Linked DNA regions of Bos taurus: regions 1 and 3 are each linked to region 2. Evidence: chromatin contacts called from public Hi-C data. All regions are on one chromosome and are shown on one strand. Each heading gives the region's core, a stretch centred on a gene start, on an enhancer-like site or on the middle of the called end of the contact. The rest is flanking DNA. Distances are from core to core; before and after follow the strand shown.

Region 1 (3,622 bases), core at 1,093-3,592, 330 kb after region 2:
CAGGAGCCCTCTGTTTTCCCCAGAAGATACTCTGTTTCTCCTAACCTTGTCCTTCTCTACTTTCAGACTGTAGGCAAGAAGGCAAGACCTCCAAAAACTAGGCCCAGGAAATCGGGTTTCTACCGTCGTCTGGCGTGGGAAGGGCAGGTTAAGACATCCCTGCTAGAGGCTGGCTTTCCAGGCAGCACCCAGGGAGGCAGGCTTGAGTCCTTGGGGTTAGCGGTCATGGGGTTTCACTTGCTCAGACACACTGTGACCCTAGGTCTATCTTGGACCAAAATGGGCTTGGAACCCTCTGACTCAGGGAGGCTTCTAGAAACCCATCAGGGAGTGTTTTCCATCATTCGCAGCGTCTCAGAGCACAGGGACGGGGCCCTGCCAGGCCCGGCACTGGTGTCAGCTGCAAACGCCATGGCCTTTCCTCCCATCAGGGCAGTGGCCCTAGTTCTAAGTCACCAGTTAAGGACAGGGGACAGCACAGAATTTGAGATTCAGCTCTCAAATCCATGCGGCCCCTTCCTTTTCCAATTTGTAAGAAACTGGCCCCCAATCAGCTTTCCTTTGCTCTGTCCCCAACTGGAAGTGAAAATGTGTCTCTTGCAGGCCTCCAGCTCCTGTGCTCCTGGGTTCTGCTGTCCTCTTGAAGCCCGAGCTCATGGGGGCTGTTTAGACAGGAGCCCCCCCCCACCCCCGCAGCCCCCACTCTAGCTCTCCCTTGGCCGTGTCCTCCTCAGGGGTGGCAGCCAGGGTACGTGGGGGCTGGGGGCCAGGGTGGCAGCCAGGTGTGGGGCTTCTGCCCACAGGGATGGGTGAGGGTAAGTGCCCTCTAAGGAGCCCGAGTCACCCTGCCTCGGGAATTCCTGCCAAAAGACAAAGCTCCCAACCTCCCAGGGAGCCTTATGTGGCTGCCGGAGAAAGACAGCCTGGCCTTGGTAAAAGCAGGAGGCAAGGAATAGGGACAGTGGGACCCTCCTGGAGCTTCTCCCCACCCAACCTTGGGCTGTGTCCTCCCAGACACCTTTGCTTTCATCCCTGGACCGAGGAGGTGGTCACGTGTGCTCCTGAAAGTGAATGCCCCTTTCAGAGGGCCTGGGGATGGGGTGGGGTGGGCGTCGGAAGGAAATGGTCAGCTGTTTCACAGTGAGGCCTCCGCAGGCATGTGAGAGCAGCCCCTGCTGTGGCCTTGCCTTCTTCCAAATAAAGGAGCCAGGAAACGGCCAAGTTGGTCCTTGTGGCAGAAACTTCTAGAACCAGAAGAGGCCCTTCCCAGCATCGGGGGTGGGGATGTCAGATTTTGCTCTGGGCAGGGCGGGGGGTGGTGGCTGGCAACCAAGTCCCACTTGTATGTAACCTGGCAGCTCTCTGCCTGGAGACTTGCCGATGGTCACGATGTGTCACCTCCCAGGAGATGTTCCACTTTCCAAGCAGGTGGGAACTGAACCTGGTTAAAAATAGCGACACCGGACTCATCACAGAGTCCCCTTGTAAAGCAAAACCGTGGGTCTCCTCCAAGTGGCACAAAGGACCGGCCGTGGCTTTTGGGTTCCCTCTGGGACTCTGGGGGCTGGGGTCTCAACTGCACCAAATCCCCCAGTGCCCTCCCCTGCAACACTCCGGCGCCCAGCACAGCCACCAGCAGAGCCCCTCAGCCGTGGCCGCTGGCCACCTACCCTCACTGGGTTTGCCTCAGTGACTGGGGACCACTGCGACGGTCCACACCCTCTCCCCGCCTTCCTGCTCCCTTTAGTGCCTGGTGGACCGGGGTTTCTGGAGCTTTCTCAGAACCGTGGACACATTCCCAGTGGAAATCATGACATTTTCCGTTTCACATGACGCACTCCACAATGCCTCAGGAAAAGAGAGAGAGAAAGAGAAGGCAAACAGGGCCTGGGAGCCAGCCCCTCTCTGTCAACAGCCAGGCCAGGTCCTCTGTTTATCCTGGAGTCACCTCCCCGGGGCTTGACAGTCAGCCTCCGTGTTCTCTCCTGCAGTCAGAGGCCCGACGACTAGGTTAACTGCCTTTTCTCTCTGCTTCTTGGCACATCTGGGTGAAGGCGTGCCTCCCTACTTTGTTGTGTTTTTTTTAAACTTTACTTTCGACTGCCATGGTAACTGCTGCATGTTTGGCAAAGGGAAAGAGGGAAAAAAAAAAAAAAAAGCTCGGGGAGAAGAAAAGGAGCTCTCAGCGCAGGGCTGGCGGCCGTCCAGGGTAATCATGCTGCAGAGCTGAAATGAGGCCTCTGGCGGGCAGCCAAGTTACAAAGAACAAAGCTGTCAGTTCCTAATGTTGGCGGCAAAGCCTGCTTGGCACCCTTATATGGTTTCCCAGAACTCCCTGCCTTGGCTGCCTTCCATTCCCTTCAGGGCAGCAAACAGGATTAGCCCAGCTCTGAGTTGTTTTTCTTCCCTCTCCTCCAACTGTTTCCAATGACATCATCCTCGCTGCACTCATTTGCCAGCAGGGTGGTTTTTCTCTCTCTCTCCTCCCACCCCCCTCTCTCCCTCCATCTCTCACACACACACACACCTCCACTCCCACTTCCTTCCTGTAGCCGCCCCCCCAACCTCCTCTGACTTGCTCGAAGCGCACTGTTTGAGGTCATGCTTCTTGTCCGGCATCTCTGTGAAATGCACACACGCCCCGGCGCTTGTCCATTTCGCTGAATCAAGCCAGACGTTGTATTTTATTTTTATAACTGAATTCCTGTGAGATAAAAATCTCATTTTCCTTCGCAGGCTGTAATCAGCACTTGCAGGGCTGTGGTTTCCAACTGCCCCATCTCGTGCTTCCTTACCAAGCACCGCTGAGAAATGAACTTGGCTGCCATTCAGGTTTAAAGGGCCCGCGGCTAGTCATACGTTACTGGTTCACACACACACACACGCACAAACACACGATGTGCACACAAAGACTATTGCATGCGCACACCCACAGGCACACACACCCACTGGGCTACACAGACAAAGGGTATGGAGATACCCCCCGAGACAAACAGACACACACACAAGCAGCACCGAGGGTCATTCTTTCCCTTTCAAGAAAGAGAAGAGGTGAACAAGTAGAAGCCAAAAGCTGCTTCCGAAAAGGCTGGTTTCAACCAGCAGGCAGGCAAGCGTTATGCAACTGTCTGGGTTCATGAAAGGAATCGAGGTTCGCTGACTGCACAAGTGTTCCCCCGCCCCCGCCCTGCCCCCCCCCCCCACTCTGATTCATGAACTAGTTTTCAGATTCATGAATCACTCGGGAGCCAGCAAGAAAAAAATGAGTAGTATTGATCTCATTTCAATTGAAATGGGCTCATTATGGCCACACAGGGGCAGGGTGCAGACAACTTCCTACCACCGGACACTCGACCGGCATCCTGGGTCTGCAGGGAGGCTCCCCCACCTGTGGGTGGGGCAGGAATGCTTGAGGACAGGCTGGCTTTTGCAGAGGAGAGGGTTCCCCCTCTCCTGATGATTAAATAGGCAGAATCAGATCTATTGGTATGAGGAGCTGGGGCTGGACTCCTCTGTCCTCCTTCGGCACATCTGCAGGCTTCGTTGGATGTTCACCATCTTTTTTTTTTTTAATTTTCACTTTTAATGAAATCTTTAAGGAGGAATCTCAGTGCAAATTCAT
Region 2 (3,405 bases), core at 146-2,645:
ATTTAGTGGTGCTGAATTCTCCTAACTTTTGCTTGTCTGTAAGATCTTGCCTAGCAGCCAACGATGAAAAAAATGGACAGAGGCCGAGTTGTTCTGGTAAAGGAGATGGTAACCAAAGTCCCACCAAATTGATCTCCTTCTGTTAGTGCTGAGGAGTGAGTTTTGAAAACTGTGGATCTAACTGTATCTCCTGTTTTCATAGAACAGGCTCAGACGGTGAAGAATCTGCCTGCAATGCAGGAGAGCTGGGTTCGATCCCCGAGTGGGGAAGACCCCCTGGAAGAGAGCATGGCAACCCACTCCAGTATTCATGCCTGGAGAATCCCATGGACAGAGGAGCCTGGCGGGTTACAGTCTATGGGGTCACAAGAGCCGGATGCAGCTGAGCACAGAAGCTAGCGCCTCGGAGGTTCACAGCAGCTCAGCGTCAGGGTGTGATGAGCATCAAGAGCCCAGACTCCTGGGGGAACGTTCTTACGAAATTCCACTTGCTCCTTGATCCCAGGTACCAAACACACAACGGCTGGCAAAGTCTCCTATTTTAGTAAAATGCCTCTCTTTGGAAAGAAAGCAATTTGTGGAGTTCTAAGCCAAATTGATTTTGATTTACAGGGTTGAAAAAGAAAAAAAAAAAGAAAGCAACTACAGTTAAGTGAAATGCCAGGAGATTTGTGCCCTGAGCTGGAAGTTTAGTCTGATTAGGTTTCCCTAGGTGTGCTCACCTTGCCTCGTCTTGCTCAGCATCCTTCTCCCTTGAACATGGACGAGGGTCTGATGGCCCAGATAGGCTTGCTCTGGCCACTGACCGCTTTTCCGGTTGCAAATGTGCTTTGGTGCCTCTCGTGGGATAACACCTCCAGATGACGCCGGTGTGTGTGTAGGCAGAAGCTAAATGAAGCAGGAACCTGGTAAGCTTGGTCGCCCCTATCCATGTGGATTATTTTATTTTTTAAAAAGAAGCTCATCTTATTTGTCCTTCGGGAAACACCATTTATATTTTCTCTGTTTATTTATTATTTGGTGGCATCGCAGCATACTGGATCTCTGATCTTCCTATGGCATGTGGAATCTTTAGTTGGAGTATGTGGGATCTCATTCCCTGACCAGGGATTGAAGCCGAGACCCCTGCAGTGGGACTGCAGAGTCTTAGCCACTGGACCACCAGGGAAGTCCCTCCACGGGTTTTTAAGGGTGCACTTGGGGAGATCTCTTGGCCCTGTCCTTGCAAACCATTCTAGGGAAAGGGGTTTGGCTACGAGGCTGGAGGCCGGCCCCCGGTCCTCAGCTGGGCGCCCTTTGAAAGTCCCGCAGCTCCTCTCTCCACAGGGCTCGCGGGGGCTGTCCAGAGGCTCTACCCTGCGCCTCTGCCCTGCGCCTGCTCGCGCAGCCACTTGATGGCACTGTTAGAACTGGAGAAAAGAGGCTTCCTCCCCTGCAACCGTTTTCCCTCATTCTAATCCTCTCCAAACTGTCATTTCCACCCACCTCCTTCCAAACAGAACAGAACAAAATCATTTCATAGCCTGTTCCTGCTGCTCTGCCCCCAACCCAGTCCGCCCTGTCCGTCCCTGGCTGCCTGCAAAGATGAGTAGCCCCACTGCCTCCTTTTCTGCCCTCAGGGTCCCCTCTGTCCATCCTGTTTTTGCATCTTTATCATTCTGTGTATGGTGGCGGGGTGGCCCTCTAGAGTTTCAGGCAATCTAGGGAAGTGGCAAGGGCCATGAAAGACTTATAAGGACCTGGGGGCCTAAAAGAGAAAGCAGAAGTGCCTGCAATCCTTCTGGTCGCATGACTTGTGTTCTAGAAGGAAAAAGAAACTAGGGCTGCATGCACAGAGGCAGCGTGGAGCAGGGTCACTGGAAGAAGGTGCTGGAAGGGGGAACGGGGCGGGGGAAGAATGTGCAGAGTGCAGGAAACGGGCTCTCGGCAGTGGAATCTTGGCGTCAACTTGGCCACTCAAAGGCTTTCTGTTCCTGGCTTCTGAGCTGCCGCTGTGTCAGAACCCCCTCCACTGGGTCAAGGGTAGGCGGGGTGCAGTCCTGAGCGACCCTCGCCCTCGTGCACTGATTTTGACCCTTGCTTCCCAGTTCTGGCTGCCATTTCCTCTTCCTGTGAGATGTGAGTAGGGCGCAGACAGAGAGGACCAAGAGCTGGAGGAGAGAAAACATAGCTGTCCCCACCTCTGCCCACCTATCTCAGGTCCCCCAGGCTGCCAGGCGCTGCTGCCTCAGCTCGCTTCCCCCTCAGGGGAGACGAAAACAACATTTCTTGGGAGGAATTCGCTCTGAGAAAAGCATTTTCCCCTAACAATGACCAGGAAATCCTGTCTTGACTGATATTCTCAAGGTGTGCTGGCCTCTTGGCAGAGTCATTTGAAGGCTTATTCAACCATGCAAACGCCCATGAGACATGGTTCCCAAACTCCATGGAGGCGTGCTGGCCACACCCCTCCCCTTGGCCAACCCTGACCTTGAGCAGGGAGCCCAGCCAGCTTGCCCAGCCTGCCTGCAGGTGGGAGGTCTCTCTGCTGACTCAGGCCCAGACTGGGTCAGGTGCCTGCCTTCAGTCCCATGAGTAATACCCTGCCTGTCCTCTGCAAAGGGCCTTCCCAGGATTAATGAATTAGTCACCCCCCGGGAGAGCGAGGGTGCAGGTTATGGTCATCCTCATTAAGGCGTGCCTCATAAGGCCTGCCTCAGGCCAGTGAGTGTCTGGATGTGGGTCAGGCAGACAGTGGCTCAGGGTGTTCCAGGGAGAGGCTCCTCCAGGGCGCAGGGGAGGCTGGAGCTTCTCACTGGGCAGCCGGGGGCTTCACCCACTGAGGGCCAAGGGGAGGGGACTGGAGAGTCTCAGGTCCATGTGAGAAGATGCAGACAGTTTGATACAGGCTCAGCCACACAGTTCCACAGTCTGCTCTGAACAATTCAGAAACTGACGCCGATGAGCCCCCCATCGTTCTGCCCCTCCAAGCAGGCCGTCCATATATTTATGAAATGCACCTCGGAACATTTTCCTTTCTGTGTCTGCGTGGGGATTTCAAATGACTAAAAGTGATAAAGCGCAGGTCACTATAGGACCTTGCAAAACAAAAGCGTGATGTGAATGCCTAGGAGAGTAGGGGCCCCGTGTCCCTTTGGGGCACGGGGCCCCCAAAGAGGTTTGTCTTCTTTCGGGAGCAGGACACAGGTGAGAGAGTTTTAGGAGGTAAGAATGTGTCCTGATGACAGAGCTAGGACCCAAGCACCTTCTGAAAGCCAGACAGCAGAGCAATCCTTTCGGTCAACCCTGTCTGCAGCTGCTTTTTATAAACTTGGCATAAATACATGCTTGGAAATGCCCGGGCAGTGTATCTGGAAAATATTTTCTACCATTCGAAAACACACACACACACATATACATGCTTAG
Region 3 (3,569 bases), core at 1,014-3,513, 440 kb after region 2:
TGCAGCGCCACTTGATCTTTTGAAACCCCCTGGAGCTCTGTCTGTCGTTGCTGTGGTCGTTTCCTTTGAAAAGAATTGAAAAGAAGTTACAGTCCAGGTGAACTGGAGATTGTGGGATTGGTCTCGTTTCCGTTTGGTGTTTTGTTGTTTTATCGTTTACCCGTAGCGCTGTTGCTGTTGATGTGATCACCTACACCCTGTCCCTAGTGAGTGCTAAATACAGGATGGCACAATGACAGTAACAGTGGAGGTGCTGCCAGGACCGCCCGTGGGCACATCGGTGACAGCCCAGATGTGGTGGAGGAAACCTGTCATTTCTTTCTCACGTGCGTTTGAAATACCAAGTGAATAATACTGTTCTTCTGGACAAAAATGATAAACTAGCAAAAATTAAAGAAACAGTTTTACATGATAGACAGGCCCCACCTCTCAAACTATTTTTAGAAGCCTTTTGTAAACTAATTTCTTTTGATCACTATTTTGCATCAGTAAAATGATTTTTTTAAACCAATAAATCATCAGTTATTAGAAATAGTTGTCTCACAGTGATACTGGTTTTTCTTTTGTGCTGTTATGATTTAACATTGACAGGAACACTACACTACTTTAAATCCTTTTATGTTCAGGTGTTTGTAACTTGGCCCTATAATTAGGCTGAATCATGGCTTCGAGGTCTACAACTTGTGTGTATGGTTCACAACCGAGCTTTTACTTTGAAAATACAGATTGTTACCCACTTTGGATTAACTTTTTCAGTTGTGTTTTTGTCTTTCTTTTTTAAATTGCTCAAATATTTTTTAATGGTCGAGTTATTAACACTTGAAAATCAGATACTGCACCAAATACAGTATTTTTTTCATGGTGTTTTTAATGAGTGCACCTATTATTAATGCTGTGCAAATTCATGTTACCGGTCATTGTTATATTACAAACAGACTTGCATGATTAACCAGTTTGTTGTTACACTTTTTTTTAAAAATTGGAATATCTATGACTCAGATCAGACTGGTTTCTCTTATGTAAATGCACACATGCAGAAACACAGTCGATTTTACATGCCCATAAAGACATTTGTAAAGAATTCAATTTATTATGGTCTGTTGTATAAATGTGTATCTAGGCACTTTACTATAAACTGGAGTTTGACCTCATAGACGTTACAAGTTGATCAGTCATTTGACCTAATTTGTGGTAGCTATCTGTATGTTTTGCAATCTTTATACAGATAAGCTTTCCAAAAGATTAATAAAGAACCATCCTGCTGTTTTGAATAAGTCTCTCCAGCTGTGGAAAAGACAACCTATGGTTTCTCTGTGCTGGTGTTCAAGAGGGAGAATTTAAACAGCTTTAAAGGGCTGCATGTTGAGTTTACTCCTATTAAAAAATAAGAGTCCGACTGGCCCTTGGGTGGCCTTATAGAAGGCTTGCAGCTGGAAAAGTGTTGGTCTGGGTTATTTCTCTGGCATTTTCTGAAGTTAAAAAGTTAGCACTGGGACATGGGTTTGATTCTTTGTTGTACTGAGGACAGTGCAGAGATTCTCCACAGCTGGATAAAGATGTCAGAAAGCTACTTACTGTACATGGGCAGTATCAGATTTCAAATCCTAATATTTCAGCTGTGCTTTTAATACTCAGAATATTAGGGGATGGGGTGTTGAAGCTTTCCCCTTTTTTGCTTTAACAATTTATAGAATTTAACAGATGTACTGTCTTTCATGTGGCCTCACATTAAAAGTTATAAGAACGTACACATGGTTTACAACTTTATTACTAGATACCTTTCCTTGGCCACCAAGTATTTTAAAAGTGTGCCACCTTTTAACCTTTACTTTTTTTTTTAAGTTGAAGGTGATACTTTTTCTATATATGATGAAACTCATGTCAACTAAAGTGAGTGTAATCTCAGATATCAACATTATTTTAAAATCACGCTATGGAAATATCACCTGCATTCTGTCATTTGTCAGATTTACAGTACTTTTTTTTTTCTTTAACTTTTAGCATTAAATAAAAATAAAATTGGGAGCACTGAACATTTTCTGAGGCCTTTTTTAATTGTTTAAGCTTAGAGTGGCTCTTGTTTTAATCACCAGTGGCAATGTGACCAGAGGATGTGTGGGTTTGGGGTTGGGGTTTGACTGAACCAGCAGGAGAAAGGGAGGAGATAAAAGACATGGAACAAAAAGGCAACTGATGGAAGGCGGAAGAAAGTGCTAGGGACTGGGGAAAGGGCAACTGGATAGGGAAGCAGATAAAGAGAAGAGCTGAACAAAGTACAGCCAGAAGAGCACTTATTTACTTTTCAACTTGCAGTTCAGCCTGCCATTCTGCAATAGTAGATTGGAAAGAGAAGATAGTGATGACATTGAAAAGACTGTCAAGACACGGAGTTGCTCACTGGAAAGCAGTGGAAGAAAACAGCGATGTTGGGCCAGAGAAAATTCACTGCAGACAAAAGAGAAAGAAAAAAGCCTACCTTTTGGAAAGCTTTAGAATAAAGTCACGAGCCAAAGCCATGTGTGATGCTCTGAAACTTAAATTTATAAATGGAGATAAAAGGTGGAAAGCACCGAGATAAAGATATTTTTAACAAACTCCTGTCTACTATCACATAGTAAGAAATTTCCTAGATGTTTGCAGCTTTTACTCGTATTGATTAATGGCTTGGCAGACTTCTCTACAAAAGGAACTTGTGAAACTTACTACAGTGTTTAAGATCAGGTACACATAGACTTACTATATGTTTTAAATTAAACAGCAACAGTTAATGCATAGTTAGAGGTGGCCCAGTAACTTCAGGAGTCCATGCATTTTAATGAATTTTTAATTAGCCTATTTAAGGGCATTTTAAAGAAACAGTATCCTTAATAAGTTATTTCTAGATTATAATACACACTGTGATGTTCCATTTAATAAGCTTAAAAGAACTGCTAAACTATTAGTCTTCTTAAAGGTGCTAAATTTTATTTTCAGTGAAACTGAAAATAGTGCAGCTTGCAGAAGTCATTTTTATAATTTGAAAAGCGCCTCCCAAAGTAAACTGTGATGATTGCATTGTTTCCAGTTTTTTTAAAAAAACACCAATCTGACCCCTTGATGTGGCAGATGTCTTTGTTTATTCCCCAAAGCTGGGAAAAAATTGAAGGGAAAACATGGAGCTCCTTTTAATTCCTAGACTTTTTAAGTCCCCCCGTTACTCAAACTTGTTTTACGTATGATTTATAGATGGTTTTATTTGGTTAGTGAAGACTAGAATGTTTCTCTTCCTGATTCCAAAGTGTATACGTGGAATCATTCAGAAAAATGTTCAGTCGTGTGTAGGCCACTGGAAGTACTGAGTCACCCTTATTTGCTTGCCTTTTCTTCATAGGGAACGGTGAGGACACGCCTTTCCTCTGTCACAGACCAAGGGCAGAGGCACAATGAATGGAATACAGATTTGCCTACTTCATCATCTGGGGTTCTAGAAATGGGGGTGGGGGGTGGTGAGGTGGGAGTGGGGACGTTGTTTAACTCCTTCAGTGCCACTGCTTAGGCCTCTGACAGCAATAGTACTGATTACAACTGGT

Evidence for each region. A called contact is a pair of places that touch in the nucleus more often than the background predicts.
Region 1: a contact with region 2 is called in a Hi-C map of skeletal muscle, with 4 times the contacts expected there. The contact joins two enhancer-like sites. A contact is called at or near these places in 2 of 11 Hi-C or Micro-C datasets (liver and skeletal muscle).
Region 3: a Hi-C map of liver shows a contact between it and region 2, with 2.8 times the contacts expected there. The contact joins two enhancer-like sites. A contact is called at or near these places in 2 of 11 Hi-C or Micro-C datasets (liver and skeletal muscle).

The regions. Positions count from the first base shown.
Region 1 is chr28:7,505,626-7,509,247 of ARS-UCD2.0, reverse strand. No RefSeq gene overlaps it. Among named protein-coding and RNA genes, the nearest start is that of IRF2BP2, 100 kb to the right of the region's middle. Within about 2 kb of position 2,342, at least 93 of the 102 cell types and tissues checked have an H3K27ac peak or open chromatin away from gene starts, as enhancers often do. A contact at or near this core is called in liver and skeletal muscle, where this site is marked.
Region 2 is chr28:7,839,636-7,843,040 of ARS-UCD2.0, reverse strand. It overlaps LOC132344121 (a long non-coding RNA gene), which reads right to left. Exons shown (of 3, transcript XR_009493236.1): 2 at 723-888. Among named protein-coding and RNA genes, the nearest start is that of MIR2402, 4.8 kb to the right of the region's middle. Within about 2 kb of position 1,395, at least 61 of the 102 cell types and tissues checked have an H3K27ac peak or open chromatin away from gene starts, as enhancers often do. A contact at or near this core is called in liver and skeletal muscle, where this site is marked.
Region 3 is chr28:7,396,590-7,400,158 of ARS-UCD2.0, reverse strand. It overlaps IRF2BP2 (interferon regulatory factor 2 binding protein 2), which reads left to right. Exons shown (of 2, transcript XM_024986931.2): 2 at 1-2,033. Among named protein-coding and RNA genes, the nearest start is that of IRF2BP2, 5.7 kb to the left of the region's middle. Within about 2 kb of position 2,263, at least 24 of the 102 cell types and tissues checked have an H3K27ac peak or open chromatin away from gene starts, as enhancers often do. A contact at or near this core is called in liver, where this site is marked.